Linked DNA regions of Zea mays: region 2 is linked to region 1. The links are chromatin contacts, called in public Hi-C maps. All regions are on one chromosome and are shown on one strand. Each heading gives the region's core, a stretch centred on a gene start, on an enhancer-like site or on the middle of the called end of the contact. The rest is flanking DNA. Distances are from core to core; before and after follow the strand shown. Region 1 holds the start of LOC103639505. Region 2 holds the start of LOC100282626 (beta-1,4-mannosyltransferase).

The links. A called contact is a pair of places that touch in the nucleus more often than the background predicts.
Region 2: a Hi-C map of leaf shows a contact between it and region 1, with 5 times the contacts expected there. The contact joins the promoter of LOC100282626 here to the promoter of LOC103639505 in region 1. A contact is called at or near these places in 2 of 25 Hi-C or Micro-C datasets (bundle sheath and leaf).

Annotation. Positions count from the first base shown.
Region 1 is chr9:156,675,065-156,681,389 of Zm-B73-REFERENCE-NAM-5.0, forward strand. It overlaps LOC103639505, which reads left to right and starts at 3,557. Exons shown (of 8, transcript XM_008662256.3): 1 at 3,557-3,824; 2 at 3,909-3,970; 3 at 4,084-4,174; 4 at 4,285-4,368; 5 at 5,072-5,146; 6 at 5,334-5,425; 7 at 5,532-5,598; 8 at 6,128-6,325. The coding sequence starts at 3,771. The coding sequence ends at 5,357.
Region 2 is chr9:156,808,476-156,814,800 of Zm-B73-REFERENCE-NAM-5.0, forward strand. LOC100282626 (beta-1,4-mannosyltransferase) reads left to right here and starts at 2,494. Exons shown (of 17, transcript NM_001412124.1): 1 at 2,494-2,692; 2 at 2,823-2,928; 3 at 3,209-3,242; 4 at 3,425-3,480; 5 at 3,559-3,693; 6 at 4,122-4,270; 7 at 4,402-4,491; 8 at 4,595-4,661; 9 at 4,730-4,793; 10 at 4,883-4,988; 11 at 5,108-5,274; 12 at 5,343-5,453; 13 at 5,569-5,630; 14 at 5,707-5,759; 2 more. The coding sequence starts at 2,833.

The DNA.
Region 1 (6,325 bases), core at 2,307-4,806:
AGCTCAAAAGTCATTTGAAGAGATAGGGATTTGTTATTTGTGAGATTAGTGCCTTACTAGTGCATTGAGAGAAGTAAATGTGCACCTATCGATCTCATTAGCCTTGGATAGGTCAAGTTAGAGGTTGTGCTTGTTACTCTTGTTGATCGATATCATGCATTTAGATGGTTAGACGTCGATTGAGAGTTTGGTGATCGCTCACAGAGATTATAGGTGGTCCAACTTAAGGTGTAAATGGTTGTGGATTCATCCTACTAGAGTGGTAAAGATTCAATCCGTAGAGAGCATATGGTCCTTGGGTGAATAAAGAGAGAACGATACTCTTGCGTGGTTGCTTCAACGAGTAGTGGAGAGTGTCAACTATTTGATACCTCGTCAAAACATTGTCATCTTTCAAACCCTTTTTACATTACAAATTTATATTTGAACAACTCATTTATTGTCTTTACATTATTAGACTTGTTATGCTAGAGTATAGTTGGAACCTAGGGTGCAAAACTTTTGTTTAGATAACACTTTTAGGTGAAGTGAGCTATCAGGTAGAATTTAGTTTATGCAAGAAACTCTATAAAGAAGATATTTTTAGTATCGATTCACACGTTGCTTCACATGTTCTATCCTGACGACTCTACTAGATATAATGCTACTTGTGAGTAGAAAGAAGATTCTTTTATTATATTTTAAGTTTGTAAGAGCCTTTAGAACCGGTTGATGGTAAAAGCTGGCAGTAAATTAAGGGGGTGTTTAAATGCACTAGAACTAATAGTTATTTAGCTAAAGATTGTTAGTGAAATTAGATAGCTAACCAATAACTATCTAACTATTAACTAATTTATCAAAAATAGCTAATAGCTGAAATATTAGCCAGGGTGTTTTGATGTCTCAACTAATTTTAGTCACTAACTATTAGTTCTAATACATTCAAACACCCCTAAGAGCCATTTGGTACTGGTTTTTGCCATCAAACAATACTAAAGAGCTCTTTAGTAGCTGATTTTGTATCAACCACGCCTTTAAAGATTTTTTGCCCAGTATTATCGATTGGAGCCACCAACCTATGCTAATATGTGAAGGCAACATCAATACAGATAAAACCACCAACCGATATTAACACTCTCACTTGTCACTAGACCCTTAATATTTCGAACCCGTATTAATAATAGCATTAATATTGGTTCTAATTCAATAATCCTATATATGAAGCCCCTTATTTTACACGATTTATCGAAGTTAGCCTTCATATTAGAAACTGTTTCAGTACTCAAGATGGCAAAGGTCGTCATCAGTGTTGTTATTCACGTGTGTTTGCTTACCTACGAAGAGAGTTAATAATACTATAGAACACGTACGACCGATACAGCAGTGATGTCAACTGATGGACGTTTGCTAGCTAATTGAAACGCTAGCAGGATCGAGTTCAGACCCGGACCAATCGATTGAGAACACATAATACACAGACATCTTGTAGCGTCGTCCGCGCGCATATTCTGTCGTGCTCGCCACTCCCACCTCATCATCGATCGATCGATCGCGGAAGGCGTGGTTACTTTTTTAAGCTCTGGATTGAGCTGGGATATGGTCGCGAAGTCAACCCCCCGCAGCCGTTTCTTGGCTGACGGAACCGGCAGCAGCGTGGCGTGGCGTGCGCTGCGGCCCGCCGGCCGGCGATTATTAGCTGGATCGACACGCGATTAGACCGCAGTGATCGCCGAGTTTATCGATCGCAAGGGCAAGACGCGGTGGGTGGGTGACGATGACGAGTTGACGACGACGGACGTCGTAGCAAACATTCTTATCTTTATTATCTTAAAACCATGGCACTGCTACGTGCACTACACTTGGCGATGGATGCACGCGGCATGCAGCTCTGCTCGGACATATGCTGACGACGACCGAGAGCAGCATGCAGGATCAGCAGAGCAGCTCGGGATAACGATGATCCGCTCCAGTAGTTCAGTCGTGGTTATCCATCGGCCTCTCCGCCACTAATAAATTTCCTAATTTGGCCCTCGATCAAAACGGTGTCGTTTTCTTTCTATTCTAGTAGGATAACAGAAATGCGCAGGCCATACTGGATTTTTCGCTTCTGGATGTCGGCGTTTTAGCATGTGGACTGGTGTCCGCCTAGGAATGGTCACCGGCACCGCCTCTTCCGTCGCCCGTCTCTTGTCTCGTGAGGATAGCAAATCCAACATCACAAAAGGCGAAGCCGGCCTGGGCCCTCAAAGCCCAGTCCGGTAAAACAAAGTGGAACGGCCCAACTAAGCCGAGGCAACCCGTTGATTAAAACCCAAACAGTATATCTGCAATGTTACAGAAAAGGACGGTAGGCTTAGGTTTTAATTAAAACATATCATGTGCTAGAAAAAAATGACTTCATGTTAATCCTCATAAATCCTGCTAGTGCTAGGTCGTTGCATTCTCGAGATGCACCGTTGTCTAGTCAACAGGGTTTGATCGGAGGCCGCGCGCGCCTCCTCGTCAAATTCGGTTGATTTTCAGAATCTTCGAGATTAACGATTTCTTTCTCCTGCTACTCGTGGAATCGTATGGGTGTGTGAACATAAATATTTTGAATTCCAACCTCATCCACTTTCAGCATTGATAGTTGATACGCCATTATGCGTGCATTTGACGATGTTTCACCACCCCTTTGCAATTGCCAAGGTTATATGGATGGAGTGCATACGGAACGCACAAATAAAGACCAGCTGCAGTATTGTACATAATATGTATGTATATGCATCTCTAATCTTTTAAAGCGAGTTTGGTGCATTGCGTGCATCAAAGCAAGCGTGTAGGTTAGTTTCTCTCCCGCTTCTCGCCTAATCATAGGTTATTACGTCCTAGATAGACCGTGATGAACTAACTAAGTCAAACACGACACCAAGTCGCACATAGCGCAGTGTTCCCATTTAGTACTATGAAGTAGGACGAATGACACTACACCAAAATCATACACTTCCTACGGTTTTTTTAACTTTCTACAACTTTTATAATAAACCGTAGAAAATAAATAACTTTCGAGAGACAACTGATAGATCTAGGAAATAAACATATTTTCTTATGGTAATTTATAAATGTTGTAGGAAGTTAGCTTTTACATGCTGACTCGTTCGTGTGGTCAAACGAGCCGCTAACTTTCTACGACCTACTCTAGTAAGTAAGCTTCTCTTGCTAACTTTCTACGGCCTACTCTAGGAAGTAAGATTCTCCTGCTAACTTCCTACAGCCTTCTCTAGGAAGTTAGCTTTCAGTTGCCGATCCCCGGGTGCGGTCAAACGAGTCGCTAACTTCCTACGGCCTCCTCTAGTAAGTTAGCTTTCAGCTTTTGACCAGTCAAACGAAAAGCTAACTTCCTATGGCCTGCTCTAGGAAGTAAGATTCTCCTGCTAACTTCCTACGGCCTCCTCTAGGAAGTTAACTTTCAGCTTTTAATCAGTCAAACGAAAACTAACTTCCTACGGCCTGCTCTAGGAAGTTAAGTAACTTCCTACGGCTTTACTTTAGAAAGTTATATTTTTTTATCTTACCCTGCGAATCTACCTTATCTTCCTCTCACTATCCTTTCTCGATCTTGTTCCTTGCAACCACCGTCGGTCGCGCCCCACGCCCGCCCCACCACCCGCCCGCCGCGCCCGCCCCCACCCACCGTGGGCTTTCCCCGCACCGCCGACGCCCCCATCCGCCAGTCGGCCGCCGCGCCCCCGCCCGCCGTGCCCCTCACCGCCCCGCCCCACCGCGCCCCTCGTCGGTTGGTGCTCGTGGCCATGGCGGTGGCGAAGGTCAAATCGGTCGCCGTCTCCGTTAGTCACAAGTGTCGGGTACTGATCGCGAGCAATATCAGCGACCGTTTCGCACCTCCTTAGTTGTTCTTTCTCTTACTTCCCTCGCCCCTGGTTTCACAGAATATCTTGGCCACCGGTTGGGAAGCGCACCTCAACACTGTCAAGGCTGACAACAAGGGAAGGTGCATACGCTCGTATCTTATCATTTCATCTGTGTATTTGTGCGCATAAATAAGGTCTCAACGGTAAGAGTTGTTTGTCTTAATTGTTTTTTTGTTGGGGTGCTATTGGGCAGCAAGAATGAGATTTACACGTCGAGGGTGCACTACATGATCCATAAGGGCACACCCTACTTGATTGTCCCCGAGAACGACATGCACAACATTGTAAAACTCTTAATTCTTCATTTACTTATGGTGTTCGGTAAATAGTAGTTGCTGTTATAATCAAACTGCATTAAAAATTTATTGCTTGTGTGGAATCTTGTGTTTGATAGAACATTATAATCGATGAGCGGGGGTCTCTTGCAGTATTCAGTCTGATTCGTGACCGAGTTGCGAGCTTATTGAAGCCATCGAAGGTACTTCTCTATGAATTTCAACTTGATGCTTTTGAAATTGTTGCTCGCTTGCTTTTCTAGCATTGCTTGTACAAGCACCTTAGTCTTGTTGTTGAATACATACACCTCCTCGTGTTGGTATGACTGGTGATGTTCTGCGCCTGAAAGACTCAAAGGTAAACTTGTTCTGCAGTCACCCTGCATGCATAAACATGCTCCATTGCTTACTATTGGTAGTAAGGTGATGCCGACTAATCTTTATGTATTGTGCTTAAGGTTCCAATTATTGAAGATAGCCTGAAGCAAACTATGCATAATACTTCTTCCTTTGAGTATCCATCTGTGTTCCTATAATTTAAACACCAGTATGCTCATGCCCACCTGCAGGGTGTTGACTCCACCTTCTAGTGCCTCCTTATCCAGCTCTCCATGTAGACATGTCCAATATTTCTCCAGTGCCTTTAAATAACCTAATGAGGGCATGTAAACATTTTGTTATACAATGACTCATTTATGTCCTACAGATTTGTTATGCCCATATGCCAGTTATTGGAAAAACCTATCATGAGCAGCAATACTGATTAAAATAATAATCAACTTTGCTATTTTCATGTGTTGCAAAATAAGTAGAACATATCATTGAACAACATGTTGTCATTTTTTTAGACATTTTTAAGTTGAGTATCAACATGGCTCTTGTTTAAATTATTGCGCTCTTACTCAGGATGAGATTGAAGCTGCTCGAATGGCAGCGATCAACAAGGAAATTAAGCGTGTATTGACTGAAGTCCTTTCGAAGGTTTTATTCTTGACTTGACCATCTTGTTTACTGTTTACATTATTGAATTCATCCAAGAGGTGCAAGGTTATTTCTGATTGGTTAGCTTCTTACCCTTTTTCATCACATACATAATCGGCTATCTTAAGGTTAGTGTCCCTTCATGATTGTTAGCTCATTTTAGGCTGAAATAATTGATTGGTTGTAGGCTGGGCAAAAGGTTCGTGAATAAAGTGAAAGGCGGCGAGCCTGCGACAGCAGGAACGTGAGCAAATTGTAATGAAGCGTAAGCATGAAATGGTAAGTTCATGGCTTGTTTTCATCTGTTACATCTACACGTTCCAATTGAAGCGCCTGCAGCATAATTCAAGGGAAGGTCCAACAATATTAGTTTGTCTCCAACCAGGGAATTGGCGACAAAAATTCAAGATGAAGCAATCAAGTTTGGCAGATCTTCAAGAATATATTCTACTGTATGTCATTTTATATTTTTCTTATATCTGTCATTATCATTACTATGCTTGTCTCACTACCGGAATCCGAGACTTTGCCGAGTGTTGGCTTCTTTGCCGAGTGCCTTTTGTCGGGCACTCGGCAAAGAAAGCTTTGCCGAGTGCCGTACTCGGTAACGTTAGGCACTCGGCAAAACGTGCTTTGCCGAGCGCTGAACACTCGGCACAGAACGGCACTCGGCAAAGACAACTTTGCCGAGAGTCAAACACTCGGCAAAGGAGGCTCTCGGCAAACGGCCGTCAGCGGCCGTCCCAAAGCTGACGGCCGTTAGTCTTTGCCGAGTGTCATCCGTTGGCTCTCGGCAAAGAGGTTCTGTACCGATCTGCCTAGGTCTAGTACATGCCATATTTCTAATTGAATTAACTATGTTAGCGCCTCCAACCATATTGGTTAATTTTAATGAATTCATATGTGAGCAGATGAATGTTCCATTACATTTAATATATGTTATATGTCAGGGATGTTAATTATTTTTGTTGTTGTTTGAAGTGCTTATATGGAGGTGCTCCAAAAGGCCCTCAGCTAAGAGAGTTGGAGCGTGGTGTTGACATTCTTGTCGCAACTCCTAGGAGATTAAATGACATTTTGGAAATCAATAGAGTGAGCCTGCACCAAGTATCATATCTTGTCCTTGATGAAGCTGATCGTATGCTCAACAAATATCATTTGTACAAGTATATTAGACCC
Region 2 (6,325 bases), core at 1,244-3,743, 130 kb after region 1:
AGGATACACGAACGGAATGACCAAGACTAAACCCTAAATATTTATTATTATGAGCAAGTATATAACAAAATAACTAAGCAACTCAAGAACACGTGAATTTATCCTGTGGTTCGACATGCCACAAAGGCTTGTCCACCTCCATGTTATCGAGGAAGCTACCAAGGCTGGGGTTTCTCAACCCTATGTTTATTCTCATGTCAAGAGGCAAAGCTCTTGAAATGAGTGATTCTTACTCGTTTGTAGGAGATGATTACAAACTTACAAAGTTGCCACACAAGCGACACTGCTCAACAAATGATGCCCTAGCCTAGGAACAAGACTTCAAGAGTAATGAATGCAACCATTGGCTTGAATGCAAACCAAATGCTCTTAAGTTAGGGAACATTTTGTTGAGCTCTATTTCATTGTTTTGAGGCTATTTTCTACAACATCTCAAACTCTTTTATTATTTGATCTTAAGTGTGTGCACATTTCCTTTTTTTCAATAGTCATAGTTAGTTTCATTGAATTGTGGTGGCTTTTCTCATGTTATTAATGAGACATCTTTACACCTAAGGTTGTTAGAGGTGACCAAAGCTCTGATACCACATGATATGATCTAGATGTCTAGAGCGGAGATAAATAGCCTAAAAAATAATCTAACAAAACTTAACTTAAGAACTAGATATAAGTTCAAACTATATGCGGAAGTACGTGTCTTGGTCTAGTTCTAATTAAATACTCACTTGGTAACATGTAAAAGATATGAATAATAAAGAGGTAGCTACAAACAATAATGTAGTACTCTACACAATATTATGTAAACTATAAAATACAAATAAACAAATGTATTAATAAGAGTAACTTGGAATGCAAAATCACATGAGGCAACCGATAAATATAATATTTATTCTTGAGATTTGATTGCAAGCTCGCAATCTATTTCCTCATTATGACGTGTCCAGATTAGATGATTGATACACTAATTAGAATAATAAGCCAAACTCACAAATGATGTCATAAGATTCACTCTTGAAAGACACTCCAATAAACCACTATTCTATTAGAGTTGCTCTTCACGAATCTTTTATGGGGAATGAGCATAAGAGCCCATTGCAACATGATGATCAGAGATTCAGAGGTGATAACAATCACCAAAACTACTCAACGATCATTTGTTGCCTCCAAAACATCTAGGTGGTGACAACCACCAAAAAGTAATAAGAATCCTGTAACTCAATACGATCACTAGTGGTACTAGATGTAACAACTCAATGCAAATCACTAGAGATTACTCACAATTTCATTTTAGATGAGTCACTATCACTAGATGTGATGAGAGATGTAACACCCTCTATTAGACCATAGCATATAGCTAGGGTTAGCCGTTAGACTAGTACGGTTGCAGTTCGGTGCCTCGGTCGGGTTCAACGTTTGTTATAGCCTTATAGGCATTCTGTAGTCTTGTTTATTTCAACCTCGGCACATATGCTAACTCCAATGTGTCCTAACTACTAGAGTATATTATTTAGCCTTTCACAAATATGTCTAAAATGAATTTTCACCCGGTCTAATGCATATGCATGAGTTTATCTCTCTTCGACATCAACTGCATTGTACCAAAACAGGCATCAATGCACTACTTTGCCTTTGCATGATTAATTATCTCGGCTAGTGGCACAAAAGTAACCATCTTAAACCTTAGTTTTTCCTCTCCAGAGCTTGTTCGGTTAGAGGTGGATTTGGGAGAGGGGAATTGAAGGGGATTAAATCCCCTTTTATACAAATTTGTATAGGAGATGATTTAATCACCTCCAAATCTCCTCGATTCACCTCAAACCAAACAAGCCCTTATAGCACGACTACTTATTATAAAGCTGATTACACAATCTATCGTGTCTTAATCAATAAAATAAAATACCTTAGCTTATACATTTATCTTGAGCTTTGCATTTTGTTTTTCTCCTTTCATGCCGAGCACTTGTTCATCTTGTGGCTATATCATCATCTTTTTGTATGTGCATGCTCAACCTTTGACTTAAAACTATCTTGTTGTGTCGTTCATCATCAATAAGTAAAATATAGTTTATTGGTTGTCTCAATTATTAGAACTATACATAGAACTTTCATCCATCCTTGGACAAAATGATTTGAGTTCACTTATAAATTATCACATATTAATTATAATGTTTATAATTCAGGTGAATAGTGTCATAGATTCACAAGAAAAACGTTCCAGGTTCAAATAAGCGTTCCGGAATGAAGTGAAAAAGGTCTCTAGCTACAGACCTAAAGCGCTACAAAAAAATGTTCTGCCACATTATAATATTAAAAATATATATTTTTTTTTATTTTCAGTGCTGTAGTGAATAATACTATCGTTCCACTTATTTGTCGGTAGTGCCTCGTGGAGAGGATAAATAAGAAATCAGAAAGAATAAAAAAACAGAAGAGAGGAACAAAGAAACAACCCCGGATTGGTAAAACGGGTTGGCAAAAGAAACGGGTGATGATAAAGAACAGCCCAGGAAAACGGTCCAGGGGTTCCTGGCTTGGGCCGAACAACCCCGTATTGGGCTACCGCTGCAGCGGTTCATTTTCACCACGCGTGCGCTCTCTCTGTCTGCGACGACTGGGCTACGCCGCCGCCGCCGTCCTCCGTCTGGTGCCGAGGTCTTCGTTGGACCCTTCGCCCGCGACTAGCGTCCGCCAGGTGCCAGGTTTTCCCGCTCGCACCATCTCTCTTCCATTCCTGATGTGCGAAACTGAGCACCCAAAACCTTAATTAACCGGCTGTACATGTGTATACCCATGTCCTTTACCGATCCTATCCCTGACCATAGGCTGAAGGCGATGGCGACGGAGAGGAGGCGCGCGTCAGTCGTGGTACTGGGCGACATCGGCCGCAGCCCGCGGATGCAATACCACTCCCTCTCGCTCGCTAACCAGGTCTGTTCCTCCTAAATCTACCATCTCGTTTTAGCAGCGGTTGGATTGGGCAGTGCTGCACTGGAGCCATCTCTCCAGCTTGCTGCACGCAGTTGATTGTTTCTGCAGTAGCAAAAAAAAAAAAAAAACTATTCGTCATGGAAAGATTTTGGAGTGGCGTGAAGGAAGGAATACTCCTTACAGTTGCCTATCCGATGTTCTGAACACCAAACATGCAATTTTAGTGTGATAGCGCATGCTTTTCCTTTCTATCGTTGTTGATCCTTGTCCATCTTCACAGGCCAGTATGGAAGTGGACATTGTTGCAAATGGAGGTACTGGGTTCTTCACAATTTCAGTTATTTCAGTTTTATGAATCTACTCACACTCTTTAGTGGGAACCTATTTATGCCTCAGTTATATGCTGCTAAGTTTGTATTGTGCAATATAAAGTTATGTCAGCTTCTGTTGTTCTTTTTTTTTTCCTATGGAGATATGACGTTGTGTAAATGAACAGGAAGTGATCCTCACTTGTCACTGAGAGAGAATCCATCAATTCACATCCACGAGATGGTATTGATGTTGCAAACTATTCTGTTGTTGTGTATTGTCTTTTTTTAATCACTGTTAACTTGAAAATTCTCTCTTCAGAAAACAGTGCAGTTAACTGGAATTTCAAAGATATCTGGTGCTCTGTCACTTCTACTTAAAGCTGCTGTCCAGTTCATTTTGCTGGTTTGGTTTCTTTGTTTTAAGATTCCTCGCCCTGATGTCTTTTTTGTTCAGGTTAGTGTCAAGTTCCTTATTATATGTATTCAGAATTGCATGAACATTACACACAACCTCTATCAGTTCAGATGTCATATGAAGTAAACTTGCTAATGTTAGAATCTTGTTATCGTGCCTGGATTAAACTGGAGATCATGCTATGCAGTGGCTTTGGTGTATGGTCTTCCTATTTCTGACACCTTCTCATTGTGACTAGTCTTTGTCAGCACATTTGCGAAGCTGTCAATCTAACTCGTACATCCTTATTTGCAGAATATGCTCCAGTCTCCTCTTTTAGTTGATTATATTGTAGTTTTTTTTATCATGAGTGATTAAATTTTACACCTTTTGTTTTTTTTTTGACATAGCCTCAAAATTTTCAACAACATTCTTTATGATGCAACAAGAGGCCTAATTTCGTTTTTTGTTTATATTTTCTCCAATAGAATCCACCCTCTGTTCCAACACTGGCTGCTGTAAAACTGGCAAGCTGGCTGAGAGGTGCTAAATTTATTGTTGATTGGCATAACTTTGGATATACATTGCTGGGGTTGTCGCATGGCAGAAGTCACATTATTGTCAAAATCTATTTCTGGTAATATATTTTACCCTGTTTGTTTATCTTCTGTTAAGATTAACATAGCATATATAACTTGGTGTTAAAATTTTTTCTCCGTGACTTGAATATATCTGTTAATGTTGTAGCATGTTCTGTATTATATATAGGTTTGAGAAGTACTTTGGGCAGATGGCTGATGGTGCCTTTTGTGTTACAAAAGCAATGCAGCATGAGCTTGCTCAAAATTGGGGAATCAGGTAGACTGACCAAAATTTAAACATAGTTTAATCCATATATATGAAGAACTGCTGTTCACATTCCCTAGTCTGTAATTTGTACTAACATAACTTTCAATTCCAGGGCGACAGTTCTTTATGATCAATCTCCTGATTTTTTTCACCCTGCTTCATTGATGGAGAAACATGGGGTGAGCATCTATTTTGAGTTTTTATTTCCTCCTTCCTGTACCACATGTGACCTTAAGACACGTAATAGTTGTTTAGCAGGCTAGGGAATTCCATGTGTAGTGCTATGGGCAATGCTGATTGCATATCAGTGGGTATGTTTTTCTTCACTTAGCCAGAGCATTTTGATGTTTTTGCTTATTTCACTTCAATGCATTTCTTGTTGCCTGATCATACATTGCAGAGGAAGTAGGGGAAGACATGAACACTACTGCCTTTACCAGTAAGATTGATGGCCAAGTTTTCTTGAAGCCTAACAGGCCAGCACTTGTTGTGAGCAGCACAAGCTGGTCTGCTCTTTTGAACCTTGCAGTCATTGATATAGCCTTCTTTATGTTCATTGCATGTGATTATCGAGTGGATAGTTCAAATATGAGAAAGTAAATAAACCTTTGCCACCTATTTCTAGGACGCCAGATGAAGATTTCAGCATACTTTTGGAAGCAGCACTAATGTACGACAGACGCGTCGCTGCAGCTTTAGGTGAAGATGATTCAATGGATGAGGGGCAACTTTGGATTGATATCAAGAACGGGAAGCAGTTTGTCTACCCAAGATTACTGTTCATTATTACAGGTATAAACCATTCTGCTATATTAACATGAATAACCAAGTTTGTTTTTTCATGTATTCCATTTTCCTAGGTAAAGGACCTGATAGGAAGAAATATGAGGATCAAATAAAAAGGTTGAAGTTGAGACGTGTTGCCTTGCGGACAATGTGGCTTGCATCAGAGGACTACCCTTTATTGCTCGGTATGCCAGCTGATTTTATGTGCGCGTGCACACTTGTAGGTGTAGCACAAAACTTTCCCCAACTTGATGGTTTTCTAAGCATGAAGTTTGTTTTTTTTAAATATATGCATTACAGGGTCAGCTGATCTAGGAGTGTCGTTGCATACATCTTCGTCAGGGCTGGACCTACCAATGAAGGTTACTCATATGTACTTGTTTTGATTAAGGACTGAATGATTTTTTGTTAGCTTGATCATAACTTGAATGGTTTTAGGTGGTTGATATGTTTGGATGCGGATTGCCTGTTTGTGCTGCTTCATTCTCCTGGTAGCCCAGTTTCTTAGTTTTTTTTTTGGTGTGCGATATTTTGCTTTGGCTAGTTTTTACTGAAGCATTAAGCTTTGTGCAGCATTGAGGAGCTTGTAAAAGTAAACAAAAATGGTCTTCTTTTCTCAACATCTTCGGAGCTTGCTGATGAACTTATGGTCAGGATAACTTGAGTATATTAGTTTTCTTGCCATATCACTTAATGATTGTTTTGACATATTTGGAATATGCACACATATGACAACCTCGTTTTTTTTTCTCTAAATAAAAGGAAGATCACGATCTCATCATGACTTAATATTTATCATCAAAAGTTCAAAACTGATGCTAATGTTTACAGTTGCTAAACAATGCAGATGCTCTTTAAGGGGTTTCCAGAAGAATGCAATGCCTTGAAATCCCTCAAAGAAGGTGCCATGAAGTCAGCATCATCTTCGAAATGGTCAACAGAATGGGAAACCAATGCACTACCTTTGGTGGACCAGGCAAATGATCAAACATTGCTTGCTAGAATTGTGGTTACACTCATCAGCTTAGGCCTTACCTTTTTCTATTTCATGTCCAAA